2 separate regions of the Sus scrofa genome follow, and region 1 is linked to region 2. A link is a contact called in public Hi-C data. All regions are on one chromosome and are shown on one strand. Each heading gives the region's core, a stretch centred on a gene start, on an enhancer-like site or on the middle of the called end of the contact. The rest is flanking DNA. Distances are from core to core; before and after follow the strand shown. Region 1 overlaps RAD51B (DNA repair protein RAD51 homolog 2). Region 2 overlaps RAD51B (DNA repair protein RAD51 homolog 2).

Evidence for each region. A called contact is a pair of places that touch in the nucleus more often than the background predicts.
Region 1: a contact with region 2 is called in a Hi-C map of embryonic fibroblasts, with 1.9 times the contacts expected there. The contact joins two enhancer-like sites. A contact is called at or near these places in 6 of 47 Hi-C or Micro-C datasets (embryonic fibroblasts, liver and skeletal muscle) and 2 of 2 datasets of contacts at active chromatin or transcription factors (alveolar macrophages and skeletal muscle).

Annotation. Positions count from the first base shown.
Region 1 is chr7:92,238,375-92,245,387 of Sscrofa11.1, forward strand. All of the region lies in intron 11 of RAD51B (DNA repair protein RAD51 homolog 2), which reads left to right. Among named protein-coding and RNA genes, the nearest start is that of ZFP36L1, 250 kb to the right of the region's middle. Within about 2 kb of position 5,052, at least 23 of the 83 cell types and tissues checked have an H3K27ac peak or open chromatin away from gene starts, as enhancers often do. A contact at or near this core is called in embryonic fibroblasts, where this site is marked.
Region 2 is chr7:91,967,357-91,974,617 of Sscrofa11.1, forward strand. All of the region lies in intron 8 of RAD51B (DNA repair protein RAD51 homolog 2), which reads left to right. Among named protein-coding and RNA genes, the nearest start is that of RAD51B, 380 kb to the left of the region's middle. Within about 2 kb of position 1,700, at least 10 of the 83 cell types and tissues checked have an H3K27ac peak or open chromatin away from gene starts, as enhancers often do. A contact at or near this core is called in embryonic fibroblasts, where this site is marked.

The sequences.
Region 1 (7,013 bases), core at 3,802-6,301, 270 kb after region 2:
GGCATAGGTGGCAACAGTAGATGGGTGGGATCTGATCTCTGGCCCAGGAACTCCACATGCCGCAAGGCAGCCAAAAAAAACAAAACAAAAAAAAAAGGATTTGGTAGAGTAGGGCCAGATGATGAGAATTGTAAAAAATCAGAGTGTGCTTTTGTTTTTCTTCCTAGCTCCATCTTTGACCATAAAAAGTGATTGTTGTTACTTTTGTTTAGTTTTTATTTTCATTCCCCTTCTCTCCCCCGCCACCCCACCCCACCCCCCCGCCCTCCCGGCCTCCCCACTTTAAAGAAAAGAGCAGAAAGCACAAGGCTGTGGCCTCCTTTGTGGAGCACAGAGAAGGAGACTCTCTTTGATGTTTCAGGGGTTTTAGGTTTGAGTTCCAGACGGATGCTGTTGCCTGCTCAGGGACTGTGGGCCTATATTCCCCCTAAAAATCCTTATCCTGCCCCATTCTGTTTAGCCTCTTCTTTTCTTAAAGACTGGACTGGATGTAGGCCAAAATCTCCCCGTATTGATATGTCGCTTTATGGTTTTTCAAGCATGTATCACAATTCCCATTTCGTAGATGAGGCAATTGAGCATGTTAAGGGAGTTGGCTACTGAGTGATCTAGCTGGGACTTCGACCCTGGTCTTCTGATTCCCATTCTAGGCTCTTTCATTAGACCAGACAGCCTCTCGGGTAATTAGAACAAAGTGACACAGTGCACAATTAATTCAAAGAAGAGACTAACTCCATTTGAAATGTCAAAGAGACTTGGGACAAGATAGGTGAGAATTTCAAAGGTGTTTTGTGGCATTGGCCCCAGGGACATCTAGACACCCTGCCAGCTGTGCATGAGAGACACAAATCTCAAAATCAATTTAACTAACCTTCATTTATCTTGGAAACACAAAAATATAGACGAGAACTTGGCTGGAATGAAGAGCTTCACACCAAGCCTGCCTCCCTGCTCCTCTTGTAGAAAGTTTCATGAGCCCCAGTGTGGAAGACCTCACTGTTTTGTTTGACTCTTGAAGGCCACCTCCGCAGACTTGCTGCCAGGAGAAGGTTCATACTGACTCAGAAGCGAGAGGGCCACCGACTGAATCACCACCACTTACTACAGTCTTTTGCTCTGTGTTCCTTGGAAACCTCTTGCCTCAGTTTGGGTTTGACCCAACCCACTTAGGAGGAGAGAGAACAATTTTACAGCCCCGCATGGAGTGACTCCAAGCCAGTCGTATCTATTTCCAAGTGATCTGACGCAGCAAGTCGATCATATTTCCTTTGGAGGCTTGGCTGAGGACAGTTGGGTTGGCGACATGGAACCAGAGTGAATAAAATACAGCTGTCAAGAAAAAAAGCTGCAATGCTCCCTAAGGAGGGAGGACGCATGGAATGCTCAGGCCAGGGGTGGGGTGCTTTCTGGGGAGACTGAAAACAGAAAAGAGGACAAGGTGACCATGTGTGAAATTCAAAGGAATCAACAGTGATTTGAGAAAGCCGGGCAGATTGGCACATGCCCAGGACCTTTCTGAGAGCAGGCACTGAGCCTACATAAATTCAGAAAATCTACCTCTTATTTTTATTCTTACCTTTAATCAGATTTTTTACTGTAATTGTTATGCTTCATTCCCTCCACTTCCCCCCCTACCGCCCCCACCAAAAGAACCAGGATCTTTGAAGACATTTGCCAAAAACCAACAGACCCCTGTGTTAGATTATTCTGGTCATAGGGAAAAACTACTTGGGAGTTCCAAACAAGTACTCTAGTTGCTTGGACGGAAATGGTGTTCCAAGAATGGGATGGAGGAATAACAGAGAAGATAGGAGTTGGTTCTTCCCTGTGAAGGGATGAGCTGAGCCCTAGAACCAATTTACAAGCCAGGGACACTTCCGTTCTTGTGGATACAGGCAAATCTTTGAGCACCAGTTTCCACCGGGAACATATCTGCTTCATTGTTCTCTGCTTTGATTGTGCAAAAATCTGTTCAAAGACCTAGTGACAAAATTAGGCTCTGTGAAGCTGTTCCTTGAGCAGGAGGAGGTGTGTACCTCTGGCTGTCCATTTGGCAATGGACGCCTTCACACTGCTTCTTTCCATCAAATATTTTGGCCACTAGAGTTGTTTTAGCAGGAAACAGTCTACAAAGGACAACAAGCACTTCCCTTTTCTTCATCCTCTTCGCAGTCAATTCAACTGGCAGGTTTCAGGCACCCACTGTGTGCCAGGCTTTTTTTTTTTTTTTTTTCCGAATGGAAGACCGCCTTTGCCCTCCATGCCTTAGAAATTTAGCAAGAGAGAGAGAGTCAAATATTACAAGTACCTGGGGCAGAAACAGGGTGAGAAGCCACAGAAACTCAGGGGACAGAGCCATGGTAAAGATGCTTCACCAAAGGCAGCCGTGAGAAAGGGGAGAGGGACAAATGCGTGAAGAGAACACACTGACTGCACAGACCTTTATTTGCCAGGAACAAGGGGCTGGGGATTCAGAGATGAATAGGATGCAGAGCATAGGGTGGAGGGGAGCCAGGAGGGAGGGGGTGGTGGAAGAGGAGCTGAGAAGAGATTGGACCAGATTGGCAAGGGCCTTGCCTGCCAAGCTGAGGAGTTTGCACTTTGTCCTCTAGGTATTCAGGAGCCTTTGAAGGTCTTCATGTGGGGGGTGGCAGAGATATCCACGCCACCCCTTATTTCCCACCCCAGCCCCTGCTTCATTCCTCTTGGAGTACTTCTTACAACAAAGACGTATTTTATTCACTGGTCTGTTTTGTGCTTTTGTTCCCATCTGGCTCCCCAGCTGGGATATGAGCTCCATGAAGAGAGGGACCCTACTGGCCCTGTTTACTGTGGTATGCCCAGTTCCGGGCACAAAGCAAGCCCTCGGCAAAGAGTCTGGGTGTAGACACTCGTCTCCCATTTGAAACGTGGAGGGCGATCCAAGGCTGGAAGAGCCCATAAGAGGGATTGAAGGTGCAGAGCGAGGCTAGGAGCCTGAGCTGGCGCAACGGTGGCACAGATGGAAGGGATAGGGAGGGGTCAGAGGTGACTTTAAGGTTTCCACTGGGATGTCTGAGTGGCCGGTGAGATCATTGACGGAGGGGGAAAGGATGGGGGAGGGACACCAGGAGGCCCTTGTCATGGGAAGCGGGAGAGCGTGGCTAATGAGATCCGTTTTGGACATGTGTGATTTGAGACAACTGTAGAATGTTCAGCATCTCCAACTGGAGAGATTCTGCAAACAGTTGGCAGTATATGCGGGCAATTCGGGAGATGGCTTCGGGCTCAGGTCGCAGGTTTCCAGTGGTAAAGGAAGCTGGCCGAGAGGAAGGGCATGCAAAGAGAGCAGAGTTTGAAGAGGGGACCAGAAGCCCAAACCTGGAGGAAACATACTTGAATGGGAAGGTGGGAAAGAAGAGGAGACAGAAGGCAAGGTCTGAGGGCTAGAAGGAGGAGGGAGGAGGGACTTCTGGCCACGATGGAGGAAGATGGGTCCACCTAGGACAAAGCAAAGGAAATAGGAGCTGCCACCTTGGGGGACTCACTCTGCCCATTTCGTACCATGTTAATGATGAAAGAGGGGGCGGTTCTTAGCCATCCTGGGCCCCTGAGAAGAACAGAAATACCTGTGTATAGTCTATCAGTATGTCCTCATTCTGACAGACCCTGAGGCTAGGGCCAGATTTAGGCTGCATGGTGGATGTCCTCAACTTGGAAACATTTTGGGGGGCCAGCTCCAACTCCAACATCCTGCCTCACCTCACCTCTACCAAGAACGGCTCAGGGGCCCTAGACGGCTGATAACAAAAGGCCCCCACTTTGGGGTCCAGTTCAGGATCTAGCAGGTGATTGCGGAGAGCAGCTGGTTCCAGTTTGCTTAGGGATGATTTCCTCTGGGAGCTGGTTCACGTGTTCGACCTCGGCCTCCCATCTGTGTCACCTCCTTCTCTCAGCATCCCCCCCCACCCCCCATCACATCCCCCCTGATTTCTCCAGACCCTCGCACTGCCGGCCTTCCAGCTACGTGTCCTGCTTTCCAGTTCCCGCCTGCTCAGACAGGCCAGGGACGGCCACACTGGCTTTGTTCCTGAAAATGTTAAGGAAAAGAAATGAAAACTTGAAGAGAAGGCCAGGACACAAAGCAGATGGATGCGGAGATGCTCTGGCTCCAGGGAGGAGCATAGGGGTCCAGGGGTCCCACTCCCTCAGAGTCCTAGAGCACAAGGGAGGTTTCTGTGAGCCTCGGGTCAGGATGAGACAGGCAGCCCTGATCGAAGCCTGAGAGTGGATCACTCTGTTGGAGCTGGTTCCTGGCTGGCCCTGCTCCCCTCAGTGCCTGGTACCCACCTCTTCCCCTCTCTCTGGTGTATTGAGGTCCCTCCCAGTCTGGAAAGTCTCTGAACGAGCATCTGCAAGTTATGAGTCTGTACGCTCTTTACCTGGACATCTTTCCTCCAGATTAAGAACAGGCTAGGCTGGGAGCCTGCTGGGACCTCTCACATGGAGCACACGCCCATCATTCCCCTCTTGGTCTCCCCCAGAGCTCCATTGCCTTTGCCAGACGGTCAGGCCCTTTTTATGAATGGAGTCATTTAGTTTTTGTGGTTGACCAGAGCTTTCCTGGAAGAGGCTGCTTGGGGAAAGAGGACTCACAGACCTAAGAGTCCAAAGCAAGATTCTGGTAGAGGACCTCGCAACACACACACACACACCCACGAAGGGATCCTGCCTTAGAGGTCTCAACAGTTTCCTCTTAGGTAGGGAGGCAGTAGGAGGAAAGGGAGCCTTCTAAAGTTAGCACATATTCTCATAGTCTATCCATTCAACCATCCATCCATCCATCCATCCATCCAACTATATCGCTCTATCTCTATCTCTACCCCCTTCCTTTGCTAATTGCTCCATCTCTCTGTTTTCCTAGAAGATGGACATTGCCAGGACTTCCTCACCGCTCTCCCACCTCCCTTAGTGCCTGGTGAGTCCCGTCCATCACCCTGCCTGGGACCTCACCATGCTCCCCCTGTGGCTCACTCACCCTGGTGCCCAGCCCAGCCCAGCCCAGCCAAGCTGCATACTTGTACTCAGTTCGTGCGTCACGGCTATTCATCTTGTTTAGTGCTCGGCGTGGCTGCAGATGCTGTAAATATGGTAATTTTAGATTCCCTGATTGGAAAGCGTTGCGGGGTAGAATGGGAAGGGCACGGGGGAGAGAGTTTGGTTTACTTTGTTGGCGCTGGTTCCCAGCTGCCCCTGCCACCCTCTGCCTGCCCTTCTCTGGGCTGTGGCCCCATCAGCCACCCCCGCCCGCTCCTTGCATTCTGTCCCAACTTCTCTGAGCCTGGGGAGGAAGGAGAGGAACAGAGGGGATGTGTCCAGGTCTCAGCCTGGCCTGGAGAGTTTCGGGCTAGCACGGAGCACCGTGGGCCAAAAGTGTAGCCAGGGATGCATGGGGTGGGGGTCTTGACCCCACCAAGACAATGCCGAGGGCAGGCAGCCTGGGGATTAGCCCCCCATCCAGGGCCGTGTTCAGGGGCACACTGGAGATGAAGTGGGGGCCCCGGAGGCCTCTGACCCCTCGTGAGCTCTCTCCCTTTTCTGTTCTTTCCCTCCTGACCTTCCCCGGTGGGGGGCTGTCAGTCCCAAGGGCCTGAGGCAGCGCTCCCAGGGCTGTCAGCTAATCCCTCCTCCCACCCCTTTGGTGCTTAAAGGCGTAATTTGCATTTGATTACAGGACCCCTGAACGGTCCCTTCAGAGGATTCAAATCCCTGGGAGTGAGTAGGAGGCTGACACTTCAGGCACCTGATTGAGCTCAGGTCCTTCAAAAGCTCCCAGATATTCTTCCAGCTGTCTGTCCCACTCCTCCGAAGGACCAATGCTAATTCCAAGGCTCTGAGTCAGACTTGGAACGGTCCCAAGTTTTGAGCCACTGTCTGCAAGTCATAGAACATTCAGCCCAGAAACCGACCCAACTTTCTTTGAGTCTAACTCCCCGTTACGTCTGAGGAGAAGTGACCTGTGCCAAATCACCGGGCGGTAACAACAGGATGGTTAGCCCATATCTGCTGCTTCATCTATTTTTATAAAAGATCCTAGAAGAAGGAAAGAAGGATCTAATAGGTCTTTCTTCCTTATGGAGGAAGCCACAGCACCTTCCTACCGAAATCCCTGCTGCTGGGTGTTGAGCTGGTATTTGGTCATCTCTGGCCACAGAAAACTGTTGGTCAGCTCTGCCTGCTGTCCAGTAACTCCACCGCTGCAAGCTGGCCTACCTCTATTTCAGGAATGAGATGGGACCTGGGAAGAGAATGGGGGTGGGGGTTCCCCTGGAGGGGGCCGTAGGCTATCCTGCTTCGGGGAAAGAACTAACAAGACTCAGACATCTTCTGAGGGTGCAACACAGAGAGACCCTCTCAGCCCTGGTCAGGAGGCCCCGCTCCCTTCCTGGGGATAGATGCTCCCTTCTGCCTGCATGGTGTCTGGTCACCACACACTTACCTTTGCTTACTTTGCCTCCTGGAAATGTTGCAGGAAGGGGGACCCTTTCCAGGGCCTGAGAATGGGCTCTTGGCGAACACACAAAATGAAATGTCCGAGGAGACACCCATGCTGACACAACGCAAGAGACTTGATTGGGAAGGGGCGCTGGTGCCGGTGCGGGGGGAGCAGCAGGTTGAGGGAACCCGGGAGACCTGCTCTGCCGGGTGGCTCACAGTCTCAGGTTTTACGTGAATGGGGTCCGTTTCCGGGTGGTCTCTGGCCAATCGTCTTGCTCGGTCCCCACTTGGTCTGGGTCTGGCTCAGGGTCCTTCTTGGCAGCACACACACTTCTCAGCCAAGATGGATTCCAGCGCCAAGGATCCCGGGAAGGTGGCTGTCTCCTCCCTCCTGTGGGCCCCTCCCCAACCCTCCAGTTAGTCTTCAGAGCAGCACCAGGCTCCCGGTCAGGACCTCCTGCTGTGAGACAAGTCATGCAAGTGGCTATTGCTGTGCTTGGCCAAGGTGGCCACTTCAGTCAGTGGTCCCCTCACAG
Region 2 (7,261 bases), core at 450-2,949:
AGTGGACCCCTCACCTCCTTGAATGGATATCCATGAACTCAGATAAGAAACAATATTACACTCCATTTTCGCTAAACTTGTAATGAAATTGTTTAACATTTCCTTCCATTCCGAAGGAAGACAACACACCACAGTTGTATTAGCAGTACCTGTGATTTTAAATTATTGATACTTGACTATTTCAATTGTTCCAGATATCTTGAAATATTCCTTATACTTACCACTACTTTGACATTATCGTGATTACATTAGGCCCACCACTAGATTTTGCTGTTTAATCAATTAAGAGGCATATTTATTAATATTTCGTGTATTCGAAAGTTATGTCTGAAAACTGGATTTCCATAAAATTGGTGTCCTTTGTGATTGTCCTAGCCAGTGTTGCTGGCCATTTCTGTCATGCCCCTCACCATCTGATGTCTGCTAAGTGTTCTCTCTGGAAAAGAGTAGGAAGTTTCTCTTTGTATTTTATTTTATGTACTTGGAAATATTTTTCTGAGATGGCTTCCATAGCTTTCATCAAACCACCAAAGGGATTGTGGCTTGAACATTATGAAGTCTGTTAGGTGAATGCATTGGGCTTTATGAATACTCAGGTACTGAGTAACCAGGACGTGATTTGGGAGGAGCTGGAAAAATAGTCCAGCATGTACTTCTCTGTGGCCTTGATTCCTTCATGTCTGGAATATTCTGTTTCTCCTCCTAGACAGAACTACATCCTCCCTTCTCCTTCCTTCCCCCTTTCACCTAGTACCTCTCATTTCTTCCTCATTCTCTCTCATTTTTATTTCTTTTTCTTCCTCCTTCATTTAGCTCCTCCTCCTCCTTTTTTCTTCCTTTTCCTCTCCTTTCTAAAAATATGAATATCTTAAAGAGTTTTGTGTTTCAACTATTTTCAAAAAATGCTTCCTCTTTTGGATCTAAGAATGAATCCAAAGATGGGGGGGGGAAGAGTTGAAAGCAAGCATTAATAACATCAAGAAGAAGTAAGATTTGCCAACGATAAGTGTAAGGTAACTACCTGGAGATCATTAAGAATTCACCTTGAAGGGCATCTATTTGGTGTGTTGGTCTGGCTCCAGGAAGGAGCCTGTGCATCTTGGTTCTGGCCCCATAATTCCGAGTCCTGTTTTCATGTCTGACTTACCTGGCTCCTTTTTATAAATTGTTTGCCTCATAAGATAATCATTTGCTCTTAATTTTCCAAGTACCCATAGGGAGGGACCTTTTTGAAAGAATGAGTTAATCAGACTGTATTACTGATTTGCAGTCATTTCTTTGGGATCGGTTCAAGACTATACATATTTATGGGCAAAAGTTATCACACAGTTTTGTTTAAAGTGGAACTTTTGATGCCTGAAATAAGTTAGTGTTTAGTTTCTGAGATTCATGGTCTCACCTGTCTGCTGAAATGTAATAGTGATTCATCTTAGTCATTGGTCATGGGTACCAGTACCTACTGATACCATCTGTATGGCTTTAGCATTTTTCCTCTTTTCCTTAAAGTAAGTCCTGTCTGGGATAATGCCATTTTTCTACACTAAAAACATTAGCTCGTCTTACAGCTAACATAAGCTGAAAATTAGAGGTGCCTGGGGGAGGGAAATGAGGCAGATGGATTGTTTACACGAGTGCTATAGTTTCACTTTTCATGCACCAGTCACCTTGGAAGAATGAATGCCCTGTAAGTTTGCCAATCAGATTGCTCCAGTCATCTCTAAACATTCCATTTGGTTTATTAGAATAATAAATACTGTGCAAAGAGAATTCATCTGGATCCAGGACATTATTCTGTGGTCAACTAGAGAAATATGTGCTACACCTTACCTCTGACTCGATTTGGTCAGGTGACACATTGAATTTGACAAGTGGATACAGATTTACTCTCTTTGGGCATTGACTCTGAGAATAGGTCACTGGAGTTACAGCTTGTGTAACTGAAGTTATAGCATCTTTGTTACCTCTCCTAGCCAATGTTGGTGGCCATTTCTGTCTTGCCCCTCACCATCTGATGTCTGCTAAGTGTTCTCTCTGGAAAAGAGTAAGAAGTTTCTCTTCATCCTGCCAGGCAGATTTGGGCATCTGAAATCAGCCCCAGAGAAGTCTTACCGAAGAGTCCATTTAAATGTTTCATCTGATTCGATGACTATGACTCTGAATTCATTTCCGTTTGGGAAGTGGAAGTTTTTAGGGCTGGTTTTCAGATCCTTCCATGTGTCCCTTCTCTTACTCACCCTTGTTACAGCTGTTCCCACCCATACCTCTGGTGCTCTTGGGGAAGAAGCTCTGTGAATTACACTGCTTCATCATAGCAGTTTGGGATTTTCTCTCACCCTGCTTTCTTTATCTGTAGAGTCCCTCTTCTCTGAGATCAGCTCACAATCCTTCTATGTCTCCAAGCCCTGGGTCAGATCCTCCCTCCTTCACAAGCCTATCCTACTGTCTTAATCTCTCACCACCCATCTCTCTTGCTGTGAAACTTTAACAGATCTGACAGTTGATATAAAAAGTTAGACTTTGGGCACAGGAAGCAATCAAATTGAGGCAGATAAATACTAAAATCATCAATATAAAATTTGGGTTTATTCATCTAAGACATATTAAAAAGATCGTAAGTAATCAGTATTTCTATGAACAAAGCTCTTACTTTACCATTTGATTACTGGGGGCAAAAGTTCTAGAGAAAAGTAATAAAATCTAAGATGGAAAAAAATTAGAAAATGATCAATGCAGTAGTCAGATTAATTGCAGCATTATTTATGAAGGGAAAACACCCTCAATGTCTAACAGTGGTGACTAGTTCCTTTAATACTATGCTTCTATTAATTGATAACAATTTAAAGTTAAATGATTTTAAATATTTTGCATCGGTAAGAATTTTGCCATGATGGTAAACAGTAAGAACAGAATATCAAATTATAAAAATGTGTATATATGGATCAGGATGGAGCATGGATAAATGAAAACAGTTGACTTGTTAAGTTAGTGCATGGGTAGTTTTTTTAATTGGAAGATTTCCATTGTAACAATATTATAAAACCCTGAAGTTTATTATAAGACTATATTAGAGTTTTAAGTGCTGTTTTCTATGAAAATTTTTGACATCCTAACTCAGTTATAAGCTTTGTAAAAGTGGGGACTCTTTGCCTTTTATTTCTACCATAGACTGTTTTTTGAAAGAGTAAACTGGGGAGTTCCCATTGTGGCCCAGTGGGTTAAGGACCCAGTGTTGTCTCTGTGAGGATGCAAGTTTGATCCCTACCCTCGCTCAGTGGGTTAAGGATCCGGTGTTGCCGAAAGCTACAGTGTAGATCACAGATGCAGCTCGGATCCAGTGTTGCCCTGGTGGAGGCTTCAGCTACAGCTCCAAGTTGACCCCTGGCTTGGCAACTTCCATTTGCCGCAGGTAGTGCCAGGAAAAAAAGGAAAAAAAAAAAAAAAAAAAAAGTAAATTGGAGTAGTCACTGTGGAAAACAGTATGGAAGTTCCTCAAAAGATTAAAAATAGAGTTAGCATATGATCTAGCAATTCCAATTCTGAGTATTTATCCAAAGAAAACAAAACCACCTAAATGTTTATCTTTTTTAATTTTTTTTGTTTTGTTTTTTAGGGCTGTACCCACAGCTTATGGAAGTTCCCACACTAGGGGTCAAATCAGAGCTATAGCTGCTGACCTACACCACAGCCACAGCCACGCCAGATCCAAGCCGTGTCTGCGACCTACACCATAGCTCACTGGCAATACCAGATCCTTAACCCACTGAGCCAGGGATTGAACCTGCATCCTCATGGATACTAGTTGGATTCATTTCTGCTGCACCACTACAGGAGCTCCCTTAAATGTTTATCAATGGATGAATGGATAAAGAAATTGTGGAATATATATACTATATGTAATGAAATATTATTCAGCCATAAAAAAGAATGAGACCTTGCCATTTGTGACATAGATGGACTCTAGGGCATTATGCTAAGTGAAATCCTTTGTGAATACTGTATGATCTCTTATATGTGGAAATAAAAAAACAAACAGGAATACAAGTTCATAGATATAGAGATCAGATTGGTGGTTGCCAAAGGTGAGGGTCAGGTTGTGGGAGAAATGGGTTATAGGGGTAAAAAGATAAAAGGAAAAAAAGAAAAACTTCTTTTAAAAGTAAAAAAAAATATACAGTAGAGCAGAACATATATTATCTCTCCAAAGAATTATTCAGTAATCAAGAATTCAGACCAAATGAAACATAGTTTAACGTAGTGAGCAAGAAAGATTTAATCTGCGTCTTTAGGAATATATGCATTATTTTGGGTGTATGTATATTAAAAACACAAACATGTCTTCTTTATCACCTAGAAAAGCAGAAAATCAAAAAGTTATAAATAAATTATCTCCTGATTTATACATTGAGCACTTAATATGTGGCAAGAATCCTTACTTAGAATCCGGAGGTTTATAATGTCCATGAAAAAATTTCCAAGAAAGGATAGTTAATGCTTTTGATTAATGGATAGATTTATTAATTTTGAGGAAAGCAAGAACATTAAAACTAAAGGATGGAAACTGATCATTTTGGAACACTTTCTATATACCAGACATGGTCCTAAATGTTTAGAATAGTTCGTTTCACTTAAATAGCTATCAAGTCCTGAGAGAAAGTTATTACTCCTCACCTTTTAATGGTGACATATGTAACTGAGACTATGAAACTTGAATTGTGTGAGGTGACGTGGGTAGTAAGATTTGAAACCAGTTGTTGGTTTTGATTCTTTGATTTTTTTTCTTATCCCTGAAACTTATCTTTCCTCAGTAATAAAATTATTGTGACCCTGGGAAGTCCCCACAGACTTTGTCTTCATAAAACTTAAAAACTCCAGGATCAGTGACTAGTCAAACAGCATATGTGTATCAGTTTATGTGTCTGTATTACTAATAATGATTTCTATGGTACCTTCAATATGTAACTTATTTTATAAAACTACATCATCTCAAGGATGGAGTTCACAATGTAGACTGTGACTTCAGCCTGTGTGTGTGTGTGTGTGTGTGTGTGTGTGTGTGTGTGTGTGTGTGATATCAAACAATGAAGGCACCTTCGCCTCCGTATCCTCACTCAAGGCTCCGCAGGTTGACTCTTTGTTTAGGACAGTTCATGACCACCCCCATGGGACAGTTTGTGGGAGAACATTATTTTCCCGCCTTCTCATAGTGTAATGTTTGAATTAGACTTTTGCGGTTGTGAGGAATAAAGGTCCACTCTGGTCAGCTCAAATGCAAAGAAAATTTTTGCAAAGAAGATTTCTGCAAAGAAAGAAGAAGCGCCTGGACAGTTGACAACAGGAGCCATGGCAGCTTGGAGCTTGGTGAAAGCTGATACTGGAAGGTAGTCTTCAGCAGCAGGAACTCGTGGCGCCTCCTTGGCTCATGGGTCTCAGCCACACTCTGAGAAGCTTCTTCTGGACCCACCACCCACTATCAAATTCTCCACTACCCTCCTCACCACCACCCCCCGCCCCCGCAACCTGCACCTCCTGTCCTTGACTCAGTTGCTTCACTCTGCTGAAATCAACTTTGAGTGGGAACAGGGAAATCTGGTCTCAAAAATGACCACCTTAGGCAGTGGAGGCTCTAGAATTTTACATAGGAGGCCATAGAAGCAGCAACATGGTTGAGGGGAGGAGAGAAAGGATGGCACTTGATGCTGTATTTGCAGAAAAATCTACGGAAAATTTCATTTGTCTATGGCAAAAAAAGTGTGAGGGAGATGGGGCTCGGGGGGGTTGTATCAGCACTGCAGGAGGGACTGTTGATAGGTGATCTCCTTTAGAAGGTGACATCCTTGTAGTGGACTAGGATCAATGGGTCTAGTAGAAGAACGTGAAACAGATTATTGTAACTATGGATTTGTTTGTAATGACTGATATCTGGACCCATATTTAGACTCTGAGTTCACTCAGAAGCGAAAAAAATACAGAACCTAAACTGGAGGAAATCAGACCTATGAAATGTCAATTTCTAAAACTGTTGTCGTTGATCAACTTCCTGGTCTCTGCCAGGCTCCTGACAGCCTTTCTCTCCACATTATGTTTCTCATCATTCCTAATGACCTCATTGCATGTGTAGATAATCCATCCAACATTCTAGCTTTTCAGGGTGACCTTCCTCCCCCTAAGGATCTTTTCTTCCATCCTACTTCAACAACACATTGTGATGGGCTTACCTGCCGCCTGATGTTACCAATCACACCATCTGCACTTCCAAAGTCATGACTTCAGGTATCCTTTTCTCTGACCACTACCGCCTATATTTATAGCTAATTTATTCTGTTACCCCCACTCCAAAAACCCTTCAAGCTCCTGAAGATCCTAACTGTGTCATGGTCCATGGCGGTAATCACAACTTTGCATGTGCCCTAAGGAAGATCTCTTTGGAAGACCTCTATTCTAATTAAACCTCTTTGTCCACTGCGTGCTTTCACTGAAGAAAATCACGTGCTATGTAAATTTATATTCATCATCTTGACTCGAACGCCTTCAATCCTGCCCAGCAATTCTAACATCCCTTCTTTGACATAACCATTTCATATCTTCTCCTTTTTCTAACTTCTAATCCTTCCTCTCTACTGATAAACTTTTCTCTAATTTCACTGAGAAAATCGCAGCAGTCCGAAGAGACCGTTCCTCACCTTCCCGCTAACAACTCTGGCTACACCCCTGCTCACCCTTCCCTCATCTTAGCTAAGGCCAGCCCTCAGCTTGGGCACTGGATCCCACTTACTCTCACCTCCTTCAACACCCCACACCTTTCTTTCCTCCTTAATTTCTCTCTCTCCACTTCCTGTTAGCATTAAAGTTAAAATAACTCTTAAAAATCTACCCCAGATTTCACATTCCTCCTCTGGCTACCCTTTGTTTCCTCTAACTCAAAGGACATATTTAAATCCTCACTCACTGTCTTGACTTCATCTATTCTCTTCTCAACCCACTCTGATCAGGCTTTTGTTCCCACCCTCCCGCTGCAACCAATCTTGCCAAGGTTACTGACAACCTTTGCTTTGTTGATTCCAGTGACCAATCTTAGTCTTTGTCTTACATGCATTCTCAGTAGCATTTGACTCAGTTGATCCTTGATTCATTTTCTTTACTTGGCTTGGCTTCTGGAACAACAAGCTGCTTCCTTTTCTTCTTTTTTTCCCTCTATTGCTGCTCTTCTCTGTCTCCTTTGCTGACTCTTCCTCCGCTTCCAAGCTCAGGTCTTGAGCCTTAA